7 separate regions of the Mus musculus genome follow, and all the other regions are linked to region 5. A link is a contact called in public ChIA-PET, Hi-C, HiChIP or PLAC-seq and promoter capture Hi-C data. All regions are on one chromosome and are shown on one strand. Each heading gives the region's core, a stretch centred on a gene start, on an enhancer-like site or on the middle of the called end of the contact. The rest is flanking DNA. Distances are from core to core; before and after follow the strand shown.

The links. Promoter capture Hi-C pulls out the DNA fragments that hold promoters and counts their contacts. Hi-C and Micro-C count contacts between places; a contact is called where the count stands out from the background. ChIA-PET counts read pairs in DNA pulled down with a chosen protein or histone mark. HiChIP or PLAC-seq counts read pairs in DNA pulled down with a chosen protein or histone mark.
Region 1: a Hi-C map of bone marrow-derived macrophages shows a contact between it and region 5, with 20 read pairs. The contact joins the enhancer-like site here to the promoter of Trim45 in region 5. A contact is called at or near these places in 2 of 39 promoter capture datasets (both in embryonic stem cells), 6 of 484 Hi-C or Micro-C datasets (bone marrow-derived macrophages, embryonic stem cells, muscle stem cells and 3 more), 18 of 115 datasets of contacts at active chromatin or transcription factors (the SCID.adh cell line, astrocytes, embryonic basal ganglia and 9 more) and 2 of 9 other capture datasets (adipose tissue and embryonic stem cells).
Region 2: an H3K27ac HiChIP or PLAC-seq map of acute myeloid leukemia shows a contact between it and region 5, with 2.8 times the contacts expected there. The contact joins the enhancer-like site here to the promoter of Trim45 in region 5. A contact is called at or near these places in 2 of 115 datasets of contacts at active chromatin or transcription factors (acute myeloid leukemia and embryonic stem cells).
Region 3: an RNA polymerase II ChIA-PET map of memory CD8 T cells shows a contact between it and region 5, with 14 read pairs. The contact joins the enhancer-like site here to the promoter of Trim45 in region 5. A contact is called at or near these places in 3 of 484 Hi-C or Micro-C datasets (B cells, cortical neurons and embryonic stem cells), 2 of 115 datasets of contacts at active chromatin or transcription factors (large pre-B cells and memory CD8 T cells) and 1 of 9 other capture datasets (embryonic stem cells).
Region 4: a promoter capture Hi-C map of neural stem cells shows a contact between it and region 5. The contact joins the promoter of Igsf3 here to the promoter of Trim45 in region 5. A contact is called at or near these places in 4 of 39 promoter capture datasets (cranial neural crest, embryonic stem cells, neural stem cells and 1 more), 3 of 484 Hi-C or Micro-C datasets (CD4 T cells, nephron progenitors and uterus), 14 of 115 datasets of contacts at active chromatin or transcription factors (VIP interneurons, astrocytes, cardiomyocytes and 11 more) and 3 of 9 other capture datasets (adipose tissue, liver and macrophages).
Region 6: a contact with region 5 is called in an RNA polymerase II ChIA-PET map of memory CD8 T cells, with 350 read pairs. The contact joins the enhancer-like site here to the promoter of Trim45 in region 5. A contact is called at or near these places in 5 of 115 datasets of contacts at active chromatin or transcription factors (embryonic stem cells, memory CD8 T cells, regulatory T cells and 1 more) and 3 of 9 other capture datasets (adipose tissue, embryonic stem cells and liver).
Region 7: a contact with region 5 is called in an RNA polymerase II ChIA-PET map of effector CD8 T cells, with 6 read pairs. The contact joins the enhancer-like site here to the promoter of Trim45 in region 5. A contact is called at or near these places in 3 of 115 datasets of contacts at active chromatin or transcription factors (effector CD8 T cells and embryonic stem cells) and 2 of 9 other capture datasets (adipose tissue and embryonic stem cells).

Annotation. Positions count from the first base shown.
Region 1 is chr3:101,312,080-101,314,779 of GRCm38.p6, reverse strand. No RefSeq gene overlaps it. Among named protein-coding and RNA genes, the nearest start is that of Gm32803, 17 kb to the right of the region's middle. Within about 2 kb of position 1,254, at least 27 of the 459 cell types and tissues checked have an H3K27ac peak or open chromatin away from gene starts, as enhancers often do. A contact at or near this core is called in bone marrow-derived macrophages, where this site is marked.
Region 2 is chr3:101,418,114-101,420,813 of GRCm38.p6, reverse strand. All of the region lies in intron 2 of Igsf3 (immunoglobulin superfamily, member 3), which reads right to left. Among named protein-coding and RNA genes, the nearest start is that of Igsf3, 42 kb to the right of the region's middle. Within about 2 kb of position 1,318, at least 28 of the 459 cell types and tissues checked have an H3K27ac peak or open chromatin away from gene starts, as enhancers often do. A contact at or near this core is called in acute myeloid leukemia, where this site is marked.
Region 3 is chr3:100,557,227-100,559,926 of GRCm38.p6, reverse strand. No RefSeq gene overlaps it. Among named protein-coding and RNA genes, the nearest start is that of Gm40106, 17 kb to the right of the region's middle. Within about 2 kb of position 1,401, at least 30 of the 459 cell types and tissues checked have an H3K27ac peak or open chromatin away from gene starts, as enhancers often do. A contact at or near this core is called in memory CD8 T cells, where this site is marked.
Region 4 is chr3:101,375,762-101,378,461 of GRCm38.p6, reverse strand. It overlaps Igsf3 (immunoglobulin superfamily, member 3), which reads right to left and starts at 1,337. Exons shown (of 11, transcript NM_207205.2): 1 at 1,260-1,337; 2 at 1-656. The coding sequence starts at 12.
Region 5 is chr3:100,921,157-100,923,856 of GRCm38.p6, reverse strand. It overlaps Trim45 (tripartite motif-containing 45), which reads right to left and starts at 1,364. Exons shown (of 6, transcript NM_194343.2): 1 at 458-1,364. The coding sequence starts at 945.
Region 6 is chr3:101,264,567-101,267,266 of GRCm38.p6, reverse strand. No RefSeq gene overlaps it. Among named protein-coding and RNA genes, the nearest start is that of Cd2, 22 kb to the left of the region's middle. Within about 2 kb of position 1,371, at least 29 of the 459 cell types and tissues checked have an H3K27ac peak or open chromatin away from gene starts, as enhancers often do. A contact at or near this core is called in memory CD8 T cells, regulatory T cells and thymic regulatory T cells, where this site is marked.
Region 7 is chr3:101,235,008-101,237,707 of GRCm38.p6, reverse strand. No RefSeq gene overlaps it. Among named protein-coding and RNA genes, the nearest start is that of Cd2, 52 kb to the left of the region's middle. Within about 2 kb of position 1,342, at least 46 of the 459 cell types and tissues checked have an H3K27ac peak or open chromatin away from gene starts, as enhancers often do. A contact at or near this core is called in effector CD8 T cells, where this site is marked.

The sequences.
Region 1 (2,700 bases), core at 5-2,504, 390 kb before region 5:
CTCCCTTCTAGCCCACCTACCAGAAGAAGGGGAAAAGAAAGGTTAATAGGAAACGGGGTGGGGGTGGGGTGGGGGGTGGAGCTGTTTAGAAGTAGTTCTTTGGGGGCGATTCTAATCTTCGCATTGTCAGGATATCAGCAGTCCAGTCCAAAACACCACACATGAATCAGTAGCCATGGCTCGATCCAGAAGACGTCTTGAGGCTCTGCTGAGTCACCATGAGTTTGTAGAAGGGGCAAGAAGCAGCTGGAATCCCACGTGAAATTCTCTGGCTCGTTTCTCCATACAAAGTCATGACACCTGAAGACCACTCAAGACCAGCAAAGTGTTGCAAGGTGAGCCAATGCAAGAGCATCCTCTTAACTCTCTGTGACGTTATATTTATAGTCTTTCTAAATGTCACGTGACCGCTCAAACATCCACTACGGCAAAACATCACATGCCCTTCCAGAAAAACATCACATGACACAGCCGAGTCTCCAAAGAAACCAACAATTTCCACTTCAGCTTGCTCTCACTCTCCTTAGCAGGTGTTAGAACTCACTTTCTCGGGATTCCAATGTAGACTGAAGACCAGCAGCTCTCTGGGATTCCCTGGGACTCGAGTACCAGACCAAGATTGCTGAGACATTCCAGTCTTGTGGACTGAACAATTACTGGCCTTTCTGTCAGGAGATAACCATTGTTGGGTCAGTCAGCAACAGCCTGTAAACCACTGTAATAAATTCCTATTAAATATATTTGTATTCATTCCACCAATTTTGCTCCTTTTTAGAGAACCCTGACTAATACACCTCCCCACAGAGGAACATAGCACAGCCTAACCCTATGCTGCCTACCTGTCACCTGACAAGACAGGGGCTAGCGTACTATCTACCAACGTTCATCTGTTAGCATTGTAGAATTTGCAGGTATTGTAAGACATCTGTTGCAACCACCCAGCTCTATTGCTGGAGTGCAAAGACAGCCATAATAGCTATGTCAGTGACTGCCGTGTTCAGATAAAATTTTATTTAGAAAAACGGGCAGCCTGTGCAATCAAAGGTTGCTGCTCCTTGATAAATGAGTCCCGGTGTGTGCTGTGGTGGTTTTCTGTCACCATACATTTAGTTAAGGCATTGGTGGTAGTCACAGAAACCAGGCAAGAGCTTGGGACATTGTCATTTCTTAAAAGTTTGTGCAACAGCCACTTCCCATGAATCGAAATTTCTTGTAGCAACACTGTGGTTTGAGGATGAATCACAGCTTCCCACTGTCTGTAAGCAAGTTGTCTCTTGATAAAGGAAATGGCTCTTGGCAGGGCCTTTTTATGATAGTTCAGGCTCACCAGCTATTCTTCTAGAACTAAATACCTTTATTATGTGTAATTAGGACAACAACCGAGAAAAGATGCAAATGTGTTCCGTACATCTTCCTTGCCACAGCTGGGAGTGTTGTGACCTTTTCAAAGAGGAGGTTTGCACAGAAGCACACTTCACATGTGTGGAAGGGGAAGGCAGGAGGGGGAGGTAGGGAGGAGAAATGGAAGCTAAAAGGAAGAAGCAAAAGGGCGAGAGGCCGGCAGGGCGGGGTCCAGGCACTCAGTTCAGCTGGTGCTCACCCAGCAATCCTCTGTCCCCAAGTAAAGAGGATCAAACGATACAGGCCACCATCTCCAACTACCACTGGCTCTTTCTTTTCTGGAATTCCTTCCATCCCTTTGCAGGGTGGAGCTGATGGTTTAACTAGGCAAAGCAATGGAAATAAGAGGAAGAGATGGTAGATGAAAGGGTTGGTTCTTGCCTTTCCTTTCTGACAAGGAATGGGAGTCCGCCAACGTCATCGTCTAGAAGTTTCTTTTATATTGAAAATACCCAAGTGTGGTCACTGGCGTGCACCTAGAGTGACCAAAGAATGAAATGATTCCTCTTTCTCTTCCTCCTCCTCTTCCCTTTCTCTTCCTTTTTCTTCCTCCTCTTCCCCCTTCCTCTTCTACCTCCTCCTCTTCCTCCTCAAGACAAGGTCTCATTATGCAACCCTAGATCCCAAGAACTTCCAATATAGACTAAACTGGCATTGAACTCAGAGATCCACCTACCTCTGTATCTTCCCCGCCCCACACCCCCCATGCACCCCCCACACACACACACACACACCGTGCTGGGATTAAAGGTGGGGCAGTGATGTGCCTGCAGCATGTTGGCTGAGAACTTGAGCTTATGAGTAAGCCTAACACTGGTCTCTAACCTGCTTTCCCACTCCCCATGAGCAAGCTAGCTCCTGATTGGCACCGGTCCTTGGCTCCTCAGTGCAGGTGCCACTGTGCCCATCTCATAGAGTAGCTATGAGAAAGAGGGGAGCCACTGGAGATGAAGTGGTTGCACAATGCTCTGCTCAGACAAATTTCTGGCTTTGCTTCTCAGAGTGCCCTGCCCCATGATGCAGAAACAGAAACAGGCCACAGAGTTGTCCACTCTTCTGTCTCCCACGAGGGTTTCCTTGCTTCTAAGGGACACTACCTAAAGGGACTCGAGAAAGGGACAAAGTAGAAACAAAAGGAGACAAAGGCCACCCACTAGACTTCCATCTCCCTCCAACACTGCCTGGGCTGCTAATTGCGATTCCATGTTAGGTAGCAATGAACCTTTTCCAGGCTGGCTTATAGCTTGAGTGCTCATAAAGACATTGTTAAATGGCTTAGGATCATCAAGAGGGCCCAGA
Region 2 (2,700 bases), core at 69-2,568, 500 kb before region 5:
GTGAGTTCCAGGACAGCCAGGGCTACACAGAGAAACCCTGTCTTGAAAAACAAAAACAAACAAAAGGCTGGCTGTGGGAATGCCCACTTTATTATTATTTTGTTTGTTTGTTTGATTGGTTGTTTGTTTTTTGAGACAGGGTTTCTCTGTATAGCCTTGGCTGTCCTGGAACTCACTCTGTAGACCAGGCTGGCCTTAAACTCAGAAATCCACCTGCCTCTGCCTCCCCAGTGCTGGGATTAAAGGCGTGTGCCACCACTGCCCTGCCAAGGGAATGCCCACTTTAAACCCCAGCTCTGGGGATAGAGATGGGCAGATCGCTGGGCCTTGCTGGCCAGGCAGTCTAGCTTACTTGGTGAGCTATGAGCCAGTAAGAGACTATCTCAAAAAAACCACAGCTGATGGGGTCAGAGAGCTAGCTCAGTAATAAGAGCCCTGGCTGCTCTCTAGAGGATTTGAGTTCAATTCCCAGCATCCACATGACGGCTCACAACCATCTGTTAATTCTAGTTCCAAGGAATCCGAAAACCTCTTCTGACATCCGCAGACACCAGGCACCCACATGGTGCACAGACACCCATAGGCATAAAATAGAATTTAAAATAAAAAACAAAACAGTTGGTGGTGCTTGTGGAACAACACCGGAGGTTAACTTCTGACCTCCAGGTGTGTGCATACACACACATGCACACACATACCTGCACATACATACATACATACATACATGTATAGAAATAGAACATGGGGATGATGCACCATGTACCAGTCTCCTGGGGAACCCTGGAGAACAAATAATACTTGAAAACCAACAAATGAGTATTTTAAAATTTCATCTCCTACCAATATGAGATATTGATCTAAAAATGGGTCTCGTGAAAGCTCTAAGTTTAGAAGTATTAAAGGGAACATAACGTTTCACTTCGGGTTAAAGATGCAAAAGATACACGGAGCATATGTACACAGTGAGAATGTGTTGGAGCCCTGTCCCTGGAAAGTAACGAGGCACTCACAACACTGTACTGAGCGGCCGAGTGGTGAGGGCAGGGCTGCCTCTCTCCTGTTACAAGATCAGCGACGTTTCCTGTTCTCCATTTTCTCGTTTCCCCTCAGTTTTTAGATTAGCACCAAGTACATGGCACTTGAAGATGAAGATGAATGAGGCCGGTGAAGGGCCTGTCCTCACAGCTCTCCTCGAGTCACCTCACCTGGACTCCTCCTCGACTGAATGAGGTTGATTTCATTACAGCCACACTTACCAGAGGAGGAAATGGTCTTCAAGGTTAAGTAACTTTCTCCATGACACCGAACATGACTAATGGCTTTCCCCGGCGCCGTGGCTTGGTGAATCTCCGAGATAAGTGATAAATTGTCCATCTGCCTTGTAGCCTAGCTTGCTCTAAAGGAAATGGTGGGGCACTCAGAGAGCCCGAAGTGTCCAGGGGAACCTAAACCAGGCCAGCTTCAAGACATACAGTCTCCGGATAGCAAAGGGCACAAAAGGTGTTAAAGCCAACACATTGGTGACTGCAACGGGGAGTCTCAACTGTGAGCTGGTGCTGTGGTGCTGGTACAGTGCAGAGGCAGAGCCTGAGGCAAGGACTGACTGGAGGGTGAGCCAAGAGGGGCTAGAGGCACCTGCACTAACCAGGCTCTAGATATGATACGGGGTGGGGGTGGGGAGGCCGTGCAGAGATAGCCGAGGATCACTGTGTAATGCCACAGGCACATGGACCTGTATGCGTCTCACAACTGTCCCTTCAGAAGAAAACATGAGCAGAGGTGGTGAGACAAAAGAGGGTACTGGGATTAGGGGTGGTGATTATGATCCAATTATGCAGTGTATCTCCCAGCCTAGACTCCTCCCTAGCTAAGGCCTCAGCCACACCTACTGTGCTTAACCCAAACTTTCCAATCCACCATCTCTGCTGTAAGCTGCTGAGTCTTGGAGTGCTTCGTTACGCAGCAAAGCTAACCAGGGCAGAAGTTCCCCTCTCCCTCACTGTGGTTTCAGAGCCAATCATGTGACGGGCACTAAGGCACAAATGTGAGGGAAGGATAAGTAACTTTCACCTAAGTTGGTATTCCCAATAGAAATGACAGCGACTACTATACTATACTATATGATTGGCAGTGGGGTGCCAGGTGAAACCCCTCCAGCCTGGTCCAAAAAGCTTCATAGAAGCTGGGGGATAAGGGTGTATCTGGACTATGTCTCAAAGGATGTGGGGTGGAACTTGACACAGGACAGCATCACTGCTGTTCCAGGCTGAGCAGGAAGCCAGCCTAGATCTATCCTGTAACTTCAGGGCACTTCCATTTCAGTTAGGAGAGGGCACTGAGGGACATATTAATAATCTTCCTCCAGGACCAGGGAGTTGAGGGAGGCGCTGAGGTAAACAGGGAGATGGATTGGATTCATATTTCTAAATCATTGCTCTAGGGGCAGCTGGAAGAGAGAGCAGAGGGCAAGGCTTTAGAAGCAAGGATACCAAATTAAGGGTAGAAAGAACCAACAGAAGGCCCACCTACTGAGAGACTCAAGGGCAAGGGTATCATCCATTCATCTTTTCAGTCTTTAAAAAAAAAAAAGCGAATCTCCTCCAGTAGGTACCCAAAATAGAAATGGCCTAGAGATGATTAATAAATGTTAAATTATTAATGCCACCTCTAAGAAGGTGTAACCATCAATGATTCACTTTG
Region 3 (2,700 bases), core at 152-2,651, 360 kb after region 5:
GTCATCCGAACATTGCAAAAGCCATTTAAATCTAGCCATGAGAAAAGAGCTAAGTCAAGCTCATTTTGTCTGTTGTTGGTTTGTTTTGTTTTTGTTTTGTTTTTTGGTACTGTGGCTGCACTGCGAGCTTGAAGACAGGCTTCGGTAGGGAGAACAGTGAAATCTAGCCAGTAAGAAGCTGGCCAAAAATTGTACTTTAATCTTCCCCTGGCTGAGTGGAGTAAACCTGTAGGCAAGTTAGTCAACTTTGGGTATAATCTTATTTCCTGTGAAATGGATCTGGGCTAGAAAACTTGAAAGTGACTCATGGCATACTGTTTCAAAATCTAACCTGCTTGCCAGCAGCTGTATACAGAAGTCAAAATAAAACCCATGCCTTCAGACAAGGACTGGCTAGCTTCATACTGGAGAGTGTATGTTCGAGTGCGCAGGTGTGTGTGTGTGTGTGTGTGTGTGTGTGTGTGTGTGTGTGTGTCTCGCACATGCGCGAGTGTGACGTTCACACTTGAACATTAACAAGGGATGCCAAGATTTTCGTCACGCTTGGCATAGGTGTGGAAAATGAAGGGGTTCTCATCATTTTCATTGGGGGAGGGTGCCATGGGGCACCTGTGGAGGTCAGGGGATGACTTGCAGGGACTGGTTCTCTCCTTCCAGCTCTGGGTTCTGGAGATTAAATTCAGGACATCAGTCGGGCTGTTGGGACTACTCAGAGCAGTTAAGTCGGCTCTTCCAAAGGGCCTGGGTTTAGTTTCCAGCAACCATGAGGCAATCTACATCTTGTTTACAACTTCAGTTCCAAGGGATCCCATACTCTCTCCTGGCCTCCATGGGAACCAGGTACTCAGGTGGTAGACAGATATACATGGAAGGCAACACACACACACACACACACACACACACACACACACACACACACTCACTCACACATTTAAAACATAAACCCTCAGGTATTAGCTCTTCTTTGAAAGTCTGGTAGAATTCCTCACTAACGCCATCTGCCTTGGGCTTCTTTTGGTTGGGAGGTTTTTAATGACTTTTTCTATTTTTTTAGGGGATATGGGCCTGTTTAGATAGTTTACCTGCTCCTGATTTAACTTTGGTACGTGTTATCTGTCTAAAAAATCATCCATTTCATCTAGATTTTCCAGTTTTGTTGAGTATAGGCTTTTGTAGTAGGATCTGATGGCTTTTTTAATTTCCTCAGTGTTTGTTGTTATATATCTCTCTTTTCATTTCTGATTTTGTTAATTTGGCTACTGTCTCTGTGCCTTTTAGTTAGTTTGGCTAGAGGTTTTCTCAAAGAACCTGCTTTTGGTTTTGTTGATTCTTTGTATGTTCTCTTTGTTTCTATGTGGTTCACCGAGTTTGACTATTTCCTGCTGCCTACTCAAAAAACAGCAGGCTTAGGGCAGATTGAGCCAGAGTAGAGCAGAGGGAGAGGAAACCAGAGATAAAACAGGTTAGTCACTTAAGACTCACGGTCTCTTCTGAAAACTAATTCTAATCTTGAGCAACAAAGAAGCCCCAAGAAGACAGTGGCATTACAAAATGACCTGTCTGCCTGTTTTCAAGGGGTTCCTTTGGTTTCTGGGTGCTGAATACAGTATATGGGAGCCATAGTTGGAAGAAACAGAGCAGCTGGGTGGGAGGAGGGTACTGAAACGAGCCGGAAGAGAGCATTGTTGACTTAGAGCAGCAGTGTAGACCATGGATTTGTTCCATGCATTTGGGAGACAATAAGAGAAGTCAGGCCGGGTGGTGGTGGCACACACCTTTAATCCCAGCACTTGGGAGGCAGAGGCAGGCGGATTTCTGAGTTTGAGGCCAGCCTGGTCTTCAGAGTGAGTTCCCAGGACAGCCAGGGCTACACAGAGAAACCCTGACTCGAAAAACCATGAAAGAAAGAAAGAAAGAAAGAAAGAAAGAAAGAAAGAAAGAAAGAAAGAAAGAAAGAAAGAAAGAAAGAAAGAAAGGAAGGAAGGAAGGAAGGAAGGAAGGAAGGAAGGAAGGAAGGAAGGAAGGAAGGAAGGAAGGAAGGAAGGAAAGAAAAAGAAAAAAAAAAAAAAGTCAGACTTCATGCCAAAGCTTTTGACCAGAGCCACTAGAAGAGGTGTTACTACTTACTGAGAAGGGACTTTAGGAATCTACTCTTGACCCTGTTAATGTTTTTATGTCCTGGACAATGAATAGAAGAAGCTAACAAGCCTAGAGTTCAGGTGAGGCTCAGGAAGAGAGACATTTGCGCACTTAACAGCATGTATCCCTGGAGACTTGTCTGGGCAACTTGGGGTGATTAGGGCAACCAATAGAGACAGAAATCATTCAAGGGCTTGGTCTCCCCCCTCCCCCTCCCCTCTCCTTTCCTTAGATTTATTATGTATACAGTATTTTGCCTGCATGTGTACCTGCAGGCCAGAATTCATTATAGATGGTTGTGAGCCTCCATGTGGTTTCTGGGAATTGAACTAAGGACCTCTGGAAGAGCAGAAAGTGTCTTAACCTCTAAAACATCTCTCCAGCCCAACAAAGGGCTATTTCTAATTTGACATTTTGCTATTAATAAAACTGACCAAAAGCCACCTAGGGAAGAGCTAGTTAATTTGACTTTACTCCAGGTCACAATCCATCGTTGGAGGAAATCAGGACAGGGACACAACAACAAGGGATGTTGCTTATTGACTCATATTCAGCTAGGTT
Region 4 (2,700 bases), core at 88-2,587, 450 kb before region 5:
AAAGCACTTCATGTCGGCGGCAGCGGCAGCAGGAAAAGGACACTGCACAGGGCACCGTGCTTTTCCCACCGCCTAATCTCTCATTACTGCCAATCCACTTATAGCTCCAGGGAACAGTTTGGAAACAGAACTTCACAGGGAAAATGAGAGCCAGTCAAAGACAGAGTAGTCAGAAGGAGGGAGTTGGGGGCAGGGGAGGGGAGTGGCGTGGCGTGTGCAATAGAGTCCTCTATGCCTAAGGCAGGGGCCAGAGCAATTCCGAAGGCGCTCAAGGTTTCTGCCACATTGTATATGCCTTGCAGACTCCACCGGAACTATGGATTCTGGTGGATTAATCCTCGAGGAAAACGGGAGGAAAGAGTCTGAGAAAATCCTTTCATGCGCTGATTATACAGAAATGTCCTTGGCTTCGCAGTGAAGGTGTCTGAGATCGCTCATTCGGATCCCCCAAAGGGAACCAGGCAGGTTTTGTCAAAACCCAAGACAGCCAAAACACCCGGATTGGTAAAGACACTTCGGATTTCTTCATCAAAAAGTCCATCTCCATCCATAGTGAGAGGTCACGGTACCGTCACCTGCCCCAGAACCTCCCAGGGCACACGAAGTAAGCTGGCATTTGATAGCTCGAGAGTGGTCCCACAAAAGCCCGCAGATTCCTAAAACAAACACAACAGACATTTATCTAAGGCCAACACAACCGCCGCAAAACCGAGAGAGGCCAAAGCACCCGACTGGCCAGCCGAGCCACCTGGGTCCCTTCCCTGGGCGAGGGCAGCCCATGTGTGCATCCTGACCTTGTACAAATCTTACCTTCCGTTCCCCACGCCTCAGTTTCCCCGCCCAGAGCAGGGCAATTATGATTGTTCTCAAAACACTTTCACCAAATGCCTCTCTCACTCGCGGGCTTTTCCCGTCACGGTTTACGGAGCGGGGCGCGGCAGGCAGCCCCACCCTCGGCAGCGCGGGTCGCCACGGGGCTGGCGCGGGGCCGCGACTCGGGGCGCCGACCGTGGGAGCCGGGGCGCGCCGCGTCCCAGGTGGCCCGCTATTGTTTTACCTCCCCGGCGGTTGAGTCTGAGACACTGGCAAAGAAAAGGGTCCGAAAAGGGGCTCGGGGCTCCGCTTGCGGCAAGCTGAGCCCGCCCGGCGCGATCCGGCTCCGACGGAGAAAGGGGCTTGGGCCCGGGGCGGGACGCCGATCGCCACGCCACAGTCCCCGCGCCCCCAACCCGGATCCGCGCCCGCCCGCCCGCGCTCACCTCGCCCGGGGCCCCGCAGCTCCCAGCAACCGAACGCTCGCCGGTCCTGTGTCCCGCACGCCTCCCAAGACGCACGGCTTCCTCCTCGCCTCCCGCAGCGGCTCAGGCCGTCCTGCTCCCGCCCCGCCCCAGGCCCCGCCCTCCAGCTCCGGCCTGGCCCGCAGCTCCCCGCGAGGCGAGCAAGGGCGAAGGCGGTGGCCTCACGGGGACACGCCCCCGGAACGCCCCGCCCACCGCCCCGGCGCTCTCTGGCTGCACCCGCACGCAGCTGCGGACCACCTGGGATGAGCTGATGGAAAGTTAACCTGGGGTTCGCGCCCCAAGGGCCCCTCCCAAAGCCCAGGCTCCCGGGGACGCGTCTTTCGCCCGGTAAACAATAGCAAAACGCTTCGCTGGAGACTTGAGTCTATTTCTATAACAAACCTCCACATTGTGCTTCACTCTAGCATAATCTGGACCCCAGAGACAGCCTAGGTTCATAGCCTTAGCTTCTGTGTTGCTTAACCTCTCTGTGCCTCAGTCTGCTCATCTGTCACAAAGAGTAAATAAGCTCTGCTTAATAGGGTTGTGTGAGGTGTCCACGTCATTCTTGTAAAGCACTTAGCGGAATGCCTCATATGTCAAAAGCACTCAGTTACAAATGAACTGTCATTAGTTTCTTAACAGTGCTATCCATGCAAGTGGCACCATACTTACTCAATATTATCAAACACAAGGAGCTAAAAACGACTCGTTACAGGAGCAGGTTGGATCGTACTGCCCTTGCAGACTTGTGATCTACTTGGGAACACTAACAGTAGGCCATACATAAATGGTGTGGAATGAACCCATTCCAACACTGTGTTCCTGGGGTGAAGTGCTGGGCTGGGTAAGGCCCAGGAAGCCTTGTCCTAGAGAAAACGGAGTATAAAACCACGGAACAAGGGAGGAGGGGTACAGAGGACAATGATAGGCCCTGGAAACATAACTTTATATGCCCAGAGAAGAAAGATTCAGTACCTATGAGAAAAAGCCCTGTGGGACCCTAACTAGACTGGAGGAAAGACTGACAGGAAGAGTTATAACAAAAAATCGGAAGGGGGGGGGAGGGCTGGGCTTTAAGCTTACGCCCAGGAGAAAGCCCCTGAATGGTTTGAGTAAGGACCTGTAGCAATCAGAGCTCCATTTTAGAAAAAGCACTTGACCTAGGATTGGAGGGTGGGTGGGAGAGTTTTCCCGGAATATTAAAGATGTTGTGGTGGATCATGGCTGAAAAATCCAGGAAATAGAAGTAACCACACAGGCAGCTATGGGAACAGAGAGGCCCTGGCAATCAGGGGGTGGGCTCCATGGAATGTCTAGGTGGGTGTGAGAGAGGCTCAGTGTCTGAGATCAGGATTCAGAGACGGAAGGATGAAGGTTGGAGTTTGAGGGGTCCAAGCCCTTTATCTGACTGACAGCC
Region 5 (2,700 bases), core at 115-2,614:
GGATTCGGTTCAGTTACATGATTACCAGCTGTGGGACTTGGGCGAAACACAAACCACTGCTGGGCTTCCATCTCCTCATTTACTAAAGAGGGGTGAAGTAGCACCCACCTTTCGGTAAGAGTTACAATGATCAGATGAGATCAAGCGCAGGGTGTATGCTAGCACAGTAATCCTCTCTCCAGCACACGGTCCGTTTTCAATAGATTAAACAATTGGTGATAGAAGAAAACTCAAGGTGCTCTATAAACCGAAACCTGCCCTGCTTTTGTTACTACAGCTATCAGGTCAGCGGTGCTAACCTCCGTTCTAGAGCTTGCGATCTGTTTGCACAGTGTTCTTTGCACTTTGACAGTGTCTGCGAAAGCCTTCTTTTTGACCTGCTCACCAAAGGGATCTGTGTCTTGCTTTCTTTGCACTCTACTCTTACGCCACAATAAACGGGGTACTCCCTCTTTACCTATGAGCCTGGCAGCAGAAGTGGCAGAGATTGGCTTTGCAGGTCTGACACCTCTTCTCTACTTCTCTGTCGCTGCACAGGTCACACACCAGGCCCTGGCCTTCCCCACGCAGGTTCTCCAGCAGCACATCATTCATGGCCAGGTGGTCTACCGTTAAAGCCTTCACTCCACCCAAGGGCAGGTCCACTTGAGCATCACATACCGGACAGAGGATGCCGATCTGTGGCTGCAGGCTACATAACTCGGGGTCCTGGAATACTGACCCCTCAGAGCTTGTATCTGAGTCACCCCCACGGATGTCCACTACTGAGAATGGATCCAGCTTTTCCAGACACGTGGTGCACACTGTGTGCAAGCAAGGCAAGAGCCTGGGGACTTTGAAAAGCCTCAGACATGTAGGACAATGAGTCTTGCCTGAGCTTCCAGACGCGTTCGCATCTTGGAGTTTGTGCACGAAACCCAGAAGCGGCTTCCTGATTTCTGACATCTTCCCCACGTATGTACCCAGTATCACAAAAGGCCCTGCGCAGTCCTCTAATGCAGGTTAGATTTACTCAAAGACAGAGTTCCAAGATCTTGAACACTGACCATGAGGACTCTCGTGTTGCCAAGTAAAAGGACAACCAGAAAGAGAACGCCTCTGAGGAACCATCCACAGATCTCCGGATTTGTGGTTTGGCCCTTCCTTTCCACTGCATCCCACACCAGTCACAGCCACACCCTCCTGGATCACCCACATCGTCCTCCTCGCAAGCGCTTCTAGAGCTAGTCCCCAGCTAATTCTGCCACCACCACCCTGACCCCAGCATTTCTTGTCCTCCAAGGTCACCCTCCCTCCCGCCCCCACCACGCCACAAGCGCGCCCTCCGGGCGATGAGGTAGTGGGTCCTCGGGCTCTCCCAGAGTGAGGGGCCAGGGGCAGCCGCCTCTCTGGTTTGCCTAGGAGGCCCTAGAGCCGTCGCCCCGCCTCACACCAATCCCAGACCAGGATTCTCCGAAGAATCCAATCACCGTCCGAAAGGGGCGGGCCTCGCAGTTCGGAGCCATGTCGTCCTCCAGAGTGACATCACTGTCATCCAATAAGTTCAGCAAGGTCCACATCCTCGCCGGCCACTCGCGCGGCGAAAGGAGAGGGAGCAAGGGAGGGCCTCGTGCAGAACCGGGAGGAGGAGTCTGGGAGTGAGCGGCGTAATGTGGTTGGCGTCACGAATGTGAGCTCCTGCCGCCGGAGAGGCCTCTGGATCGTTGAAAAGCCTGCGCTGAGGCTCCACCCCAAACTCAGATAGGGTTCTCCCATTGGTGCGTGGTACTGTCAGTCGGCCGAGGTGTAGCCCGAAGCATTCTGGAAGTTGTAGGCAGGCTCTCGGTTGCAGAGGCTATAGCGAATCAGCGGCCACCGGGTCAGTTTCCTTTCTGGGTTTTCCAAGTATTTTTTCTGCCCTGGAATCTCTTACGTACAGCGTGCTCGGAACCAGAACCCTCTCAGCTGGCTAGCTTCTGGCATTTTCCAGGGCAAGGGTACCTCCGTGTCTGGTTCCAGAACTAAACTTAACTGAAAAGTTTAGAACTGCTGCTCCGCGGAGCTCCACTGAGTTTCCCGGGTGGAAGCTGCTTTGAATCATTCAAGACCAAGACCGGAGAGACACACCTCACCAGAATTCTACAGTAACAGAAGTTGTCAGGGTTGCGGGGGGTGGCCTACAGAGCAAGTTTGGCATTTGTTTTTACAATCAAGGGGAGCTCCTGGTTGGTCACAATGGGGCAGTGGAGGATGTCACTGGGACAAGTCCCTTGTAGGTCCGACTAGTTAAAAAGTTGGGCACACCTGGTCCCTGAGCATAATTATTTCTTTGACGCCTTAAAGAATTTGCCAAGAGTCTCAGATTCATTCATTTGGAGACTGTTTCCTACACATGGGGTCTAAGGCACTGACTGATCTCTGAATCCAAAAATTGTAATAGCATGGCTCCGTAGTTGCTATCTGTTCCCATTCTTCAGATGCGTAAGCCTCTGTCTATCTCACTGTTTTCCTTTACAGTCTTCCATATATGATTTCAACCCATGCATCACTGTTTCAGGGACCTCTTTATTAGAGATGTCATAGTATAGGCATAGCTGTCGAAGCCTATGCTTTTACGAAGTATGGGCCTTCGGTGGAAAGAGCCCCAAACTATGAAAAGATGAAATTAAAAGAAAAAAAAAGAATTATCTGACTCTTCGTAAAATATGTTAAAGTAGAGAT
Region 6 (2,700 bases), core at 122-2,621, 340 kb before region 5:
ATTTTTATTTTTCTTCATCAGTTGCAACTGATAGATTTTCTGGGCATAGTAGTCTGGGCTGGCATCTGTGGTCTCTCAGAGTTTGTAGAACATCTAGCTAGGCTCTTCTGGTTTTCAGAGTCTCCATTGAAAAGTCAGGTATTATTCTAGTGGACCCACCTTTATATATGATTTGATCTTTTTTTCCCCTTGTAGCTTTTATTTTAGTATGCTTTCTTGTTCTGTACATTTAGTGTCTCGATTAATATGTGGCATGTGGACTTCCTTTTCTGGTTCCATCTGTTTGGTGTCCTGTATGCTTCATGTTTCTTGGTAGGCATCTCCTTTTTTAGATTGGGTGAACGCATCTACAATGTTGTTAAAAGTGTTTTCTGTGCCTTTGCCCAGGGTTTCTTCTCCTTTCACACTTTATGTGTTCTGTGCACCTGGGCCTTTTTAGACTGCCCATGTTCTTTGCCTGAGCCTTCCACCTCTTCTACTTTGTTGTCCCTGAACTTCCACTGGTGAGACTCACCTCTGACAATGTTTGGGTTTACTTCTGTTTTTTACACCCTAACTTTTTCATCTTCAGTTTTATTTCTGCTTAGGTTCCTTCAATAATCCTAATCCTTTGCTATGTTCTCCTTTCCAGTCTTGAATTGTTCTCACCTCTCATCACTTCACTTAACAGTTTGTGCTTTCATGGTCTTCATTAAGGCATTTATTCAGATCCTCTTTGAGGCCCTTAAATTTTTTAAAATTGCTATCTGAAGTCCTTGTCTTGTGCTTCAGCTAACTTGCATTTCTCAGGGCCTATTGCAGTAGGGTTACTGGCTCCTGAAGGAGGCATATTGTCTTGGCTGTTCACATTTGTGTTTTTACATATAGATATAGACATTTGGAGTTATGATGTTTGTGATGTTTCTTGATATAGATACCTGATCTTGCCTTTGTTGAGAGGGTGTTCTGTTGTTGTTGCCCACTTTGGATTCAAGGCAAGTATGGAGGCCCTAGGGTCCTTGGTAGAAAGTCATTGGGGTCAGTGGGACACAAAGGAATGGAGATGGGCCAGAAGAAAGGCTGAGAGGGGAGGCAGGAAAGAGCTAGGGAGCCTGGGGTTCTCAGGAGTATAGGTAGGGTGGGAGCTGGGACTCCTACAGGCAGGTTGCTACAGAACTAAGAATAGTAGATCAGAAGAGATCAGAATGGCAGACTCAAGACTAGTGAAAACCATCTTTGTGCTTCCCAGCCCAATGTGGCCACTGGGGGGTCTTTGGTAGAAAGTGTTTCAGAGGGTTGGTGGCTAACAAAATGGCCAGAAGACAAGGCTGAGAGGGTTGGTGGGCAAGAGCTCATCTGGATCCCTGCCAAGAGTTGAGTCCCAGTGAGTGGTAAAGTGATATTTTTGTAAGAAACGAAACTTGAAGGAAGTTGTTACAGCAGACTTGACATTCGAGAAAGATTAAGGGGATGTTTTAGAAAAAAAGAAAACCACAAAGATCAGAAGTTTCAACTATATAAATTTTTTTTTTTTAGAAACTAGAGAATAAATGAATACAAAACCCACTTCTCTTTCCTATTCTTAATTGTCATAGCATATAGCAGTAGTTAACCACAACAAGGTATTTGATTCTGCGTGTACATGTGTGTATATATGGGCATGTGAGCTTGTGTGCATGCATGTTCACATACATGTGCACTTTTATGTGTAAGTGAAAGGAGGCACAGCAATTTAACAAGGATGGAAGGATGGAATTGGAATTACTTTATTACTAACAAGAAATTATGTCACCCACTAAGTGGCATATTACTTAAAAGTAGACCTGGATTTTGGATTTTCTCTGAATATGTACTGTAAACTATAATGTAATATAATCACCATAAAACAAAAGTGTAATGATAAGCCAAGAAAGGGGAGAGAGCAACATAATACACAGAGCTCAATTAAAACCAAAGCAGCCAGAAGACAACAAAAGACCAATAGACAAGAAAGAGGAAATGCTACAAATGTTGTAGTGACTTAACTGCTGCGCCATTTCCAGCTCCTATTGTAGATTCCAATGTAATTGAACTGAGACAGAGATACTACACTAATATGACTCAAAGGAAAGTGGGATAACTTACTGATTTCAGGCAGTCTTCAGGCTGACAAATGTTATGTGAGATTAAGAGCACATTATGAACTAGTAAAGTTGTCACTTCTCTAAAACAGTAGAAGGATGTGTAGTTTGCCCACACCCAACAGTGGGGCTTACACCTGTGGGGCAGCAACCAGGAGGAGAGATGGCTTCACCCTCACAGCTGGAGACAAGAAGATCAGGAGACTCAGAACACAATGGAACGAACCTAGGAGCCATTAATGAGAGGATAGCTGAGATTCTTTTAAAATATGGACATGATGTGACACAAGAGTCAAAGAATAAAATCTCAGAGAAATTAAACTTATTTTGAACTGAACAAAAGCACAGCAACTAGCCAGGCATGGTGGCACACACCTTTAATCCCAGCACTCGGGGAGGCAGAGGCAGGTGGATTTCTGAGTTCGAGGCTAGCCTGGTCTACAGAGTGAGTTCCAGGAAACCCAGGCCTATACAGAGAAACCCAGTCTCAAAAAACCAACAAAACAAAACAAAACAACAACAACAAAAAAGCACAGCAACTGTATGCAATACAAATCGTGTTCACAACAAAATTAATAGCATTGAGTAGATATGTTTAAAA
Region 7 (2,700 bases), core at 93-2,592, 310 kb before region 5:
TGCCTGGCTCCCCCTCCCCTGGGACCCCCATCAGGACCTCCAGTCTGTGCTTCCTCATCGTGTTCCAATGCAGGCTCCTCAGCTCCCCCTGGACCCGTTAATCATTCACCGACAGGCTCCTTGCCACCCCATCTGATCCATCGCCCGTGCTGAGGCCACAGGTCTGATTTACATTCAGCCTATGGTTTTAAATATCAGACACTGTCTCTCGTATTTTCTCATTATTTCCTACGTAGGCTTTGTCTCGCTGCCAGGCCTGAGCACTTCTGGGAATGAGCAGCATTTCGTAGATGACTGCATAGTCTCTCCCACCCTTGTTTCCTCCCTCCGCCAGCACCTGGTCCTGAACACTGTGTGCTCACAGTGCACTCAATAACTGCTTGTTGAATTGAATTTTCTAAACCATACTAATTACTCATTCAGCTCGGGTGTCTGTGTCTATGTGGAATGATGGATTTCCAGACGCCAGGACTGAGGGTCAATTCAAACCTCTTGAGGGCCTATTGGGCCCACAGTTGTGGATCACCTTCCCTGTTCCATGCTGGTAAATGCAGGGCTCGGGACTGCGCTGCCCATGGTTTCTAAGCAGCTGCCCTGCATTTTACGCCTTCCCTAGAATGAATCTTAGTGGTAGGCAGGAGAATAAGCCCACCCCCCTCAATTCTGTCAACAAAAGGGCCAATGAATGTCAAGTTAATGACCCATTGACAGTCCACAGCATCCTGTTCCTGACTTCTAGGAGGAAGTAAACCCCAAGATTTCTGAGAACACTCTAACCAATCTCTCCACTCAGCATTTCTTTTGGACGTTTGTGTGATGACAGTGTCTCCATTATTACAAGCCTGGGACGCTGGACATTTGGACTGCGATATTTAAATACTGTCCTGTTTCCTTTCGAGTTCTAAGTGCAGAGGGTGACTGCATGCAATACAGTCACCAGCCTCACCTTTCGCCTGTCCCTGCATACTGGGACTGGGCAGATACAAGTGGGAAAGACTGATTTTGTAACAGAAGAGGACACTTCCAATGGCTGAACAAAATGTTGCTATCCCAATTGCAGAAGTCGACAGAATGCCAGGGCTGTAAGTATGCAATGTTGCAGGCTGGCTTGGATTTCAACGGTGGACTTGGAGACAGGATGTTTGTATGAATGACCCAAGGAGGCAAGCACGCACGGAGGGAGATGTCCTTCATCCGCGGAGAATGAGGATCGCCTCGCTGTTCCACAGCCCTGCAAGCTCGCATTCTTGTTGATGTTTTAACAGCTTTGAGGCTTCACTGTAGCAGTGCAGCGAAGGTGCTCTTCGGGATTAGCAGCCACAGATGGGGTGAGAGATGAAACGGAAACGCAGGTGGAAGCAGTAAGAAAAACAAACTAGATGGCTTTGAAACCCGGGTGCTCTTCCAGCAGACAAGACCGTGGTTACCCAAAACTGTAAAAGGACATAGCTTTAAATATTTTAATATTACAAGTCACCACACAATTGAAATACATAGTCTTTCTAAGAGTGTAGGCTCATTATCAGAACAGTCCACCACTAGTCTACAGAGAAAACTGATTGAGAAATGACAGGTTAGTAGATTTTGTTAATAACTGGACTTTGAAAGAAGAGACACACTGCTATCCCTGTTTTGAGCTTCTAGAACAAATGACGAGAGAATGTTGTTTGATTCAAGATAAGCTATAGGCTGGCAAAATGGCCAGCAGCTTAGCATGCCTGCTGCCAAGCTTAACGACCTAAGTTTAATCCCGGGGACCCAGGTGGCAGAAGGAAAGAACTGACACCTCCTGGCACACATGTGTGTCACACACACACACACACACACACACATGCCACACACACACATGCCAGAATAAATAAATGTAATAAAATATTTAAATAAAACACTGAAAGATAAAGAGCTTACTATTTTTATTTTTAAAAGACTATTTTTATTTTTAATTATGAGTATGTGTGGATATGTGAATGTGAATGCAGGCGTCCTCAGAGATCAGAAGAGTTTGGGGTCCCTTGGAACTGGAGTTTAGCGTTGCTGTAAACCTCCCCAAGTCTGCTTCCATACCCTGAACGTGGGTGCTGGGAACCTAACTCAGGTCCTCTGTAGGAGGACTGCCTAAGTGCTGAGCAATCCAGCCCACCTGAGAAGTTAGTTTGTAACACCGTGATTCATACTCTCCTCTCCTTGGGCATAGTGGTTTCTTTCACTGTTACATCTCAAAACCAAGCCTAGGAATTAGAGGGCTCACTTGAAACTCCGACTGCTACTCTTCATCTCTGACGTAAAGCTGCCTGCCACACTCATAGTGAAAGCATCATTTGTTTTACAGCAATCTTCATAATAATAAATGGCATTCATCAGAAATGAAAAAGAAAAACCAGGAAAATAGAATCCAATGAAGATTTTAAATGTGATATAATTATTTATTGCTAATAGAAATGTTTGCAAACTAGGAGAATATGCCAGGCGTGGCGGTGCATGCCTATAACCCAGCCCTGGGGAGACTGAGGTAGGAGTTCAAGGTCATGCTGGGCTACATGGGAGCCCCTTCCTTTCTTTATGGCTGTATATGTATATATAATGAAAGTAGTAAGTTAGATATTATTTATGAAGTCTTTGGCATGGTAGAACCTTGTCTATAATACCATAACACCACCAGCCACTCATTTTCTCTGTGTGTAAATAACTCACCTCATAGAT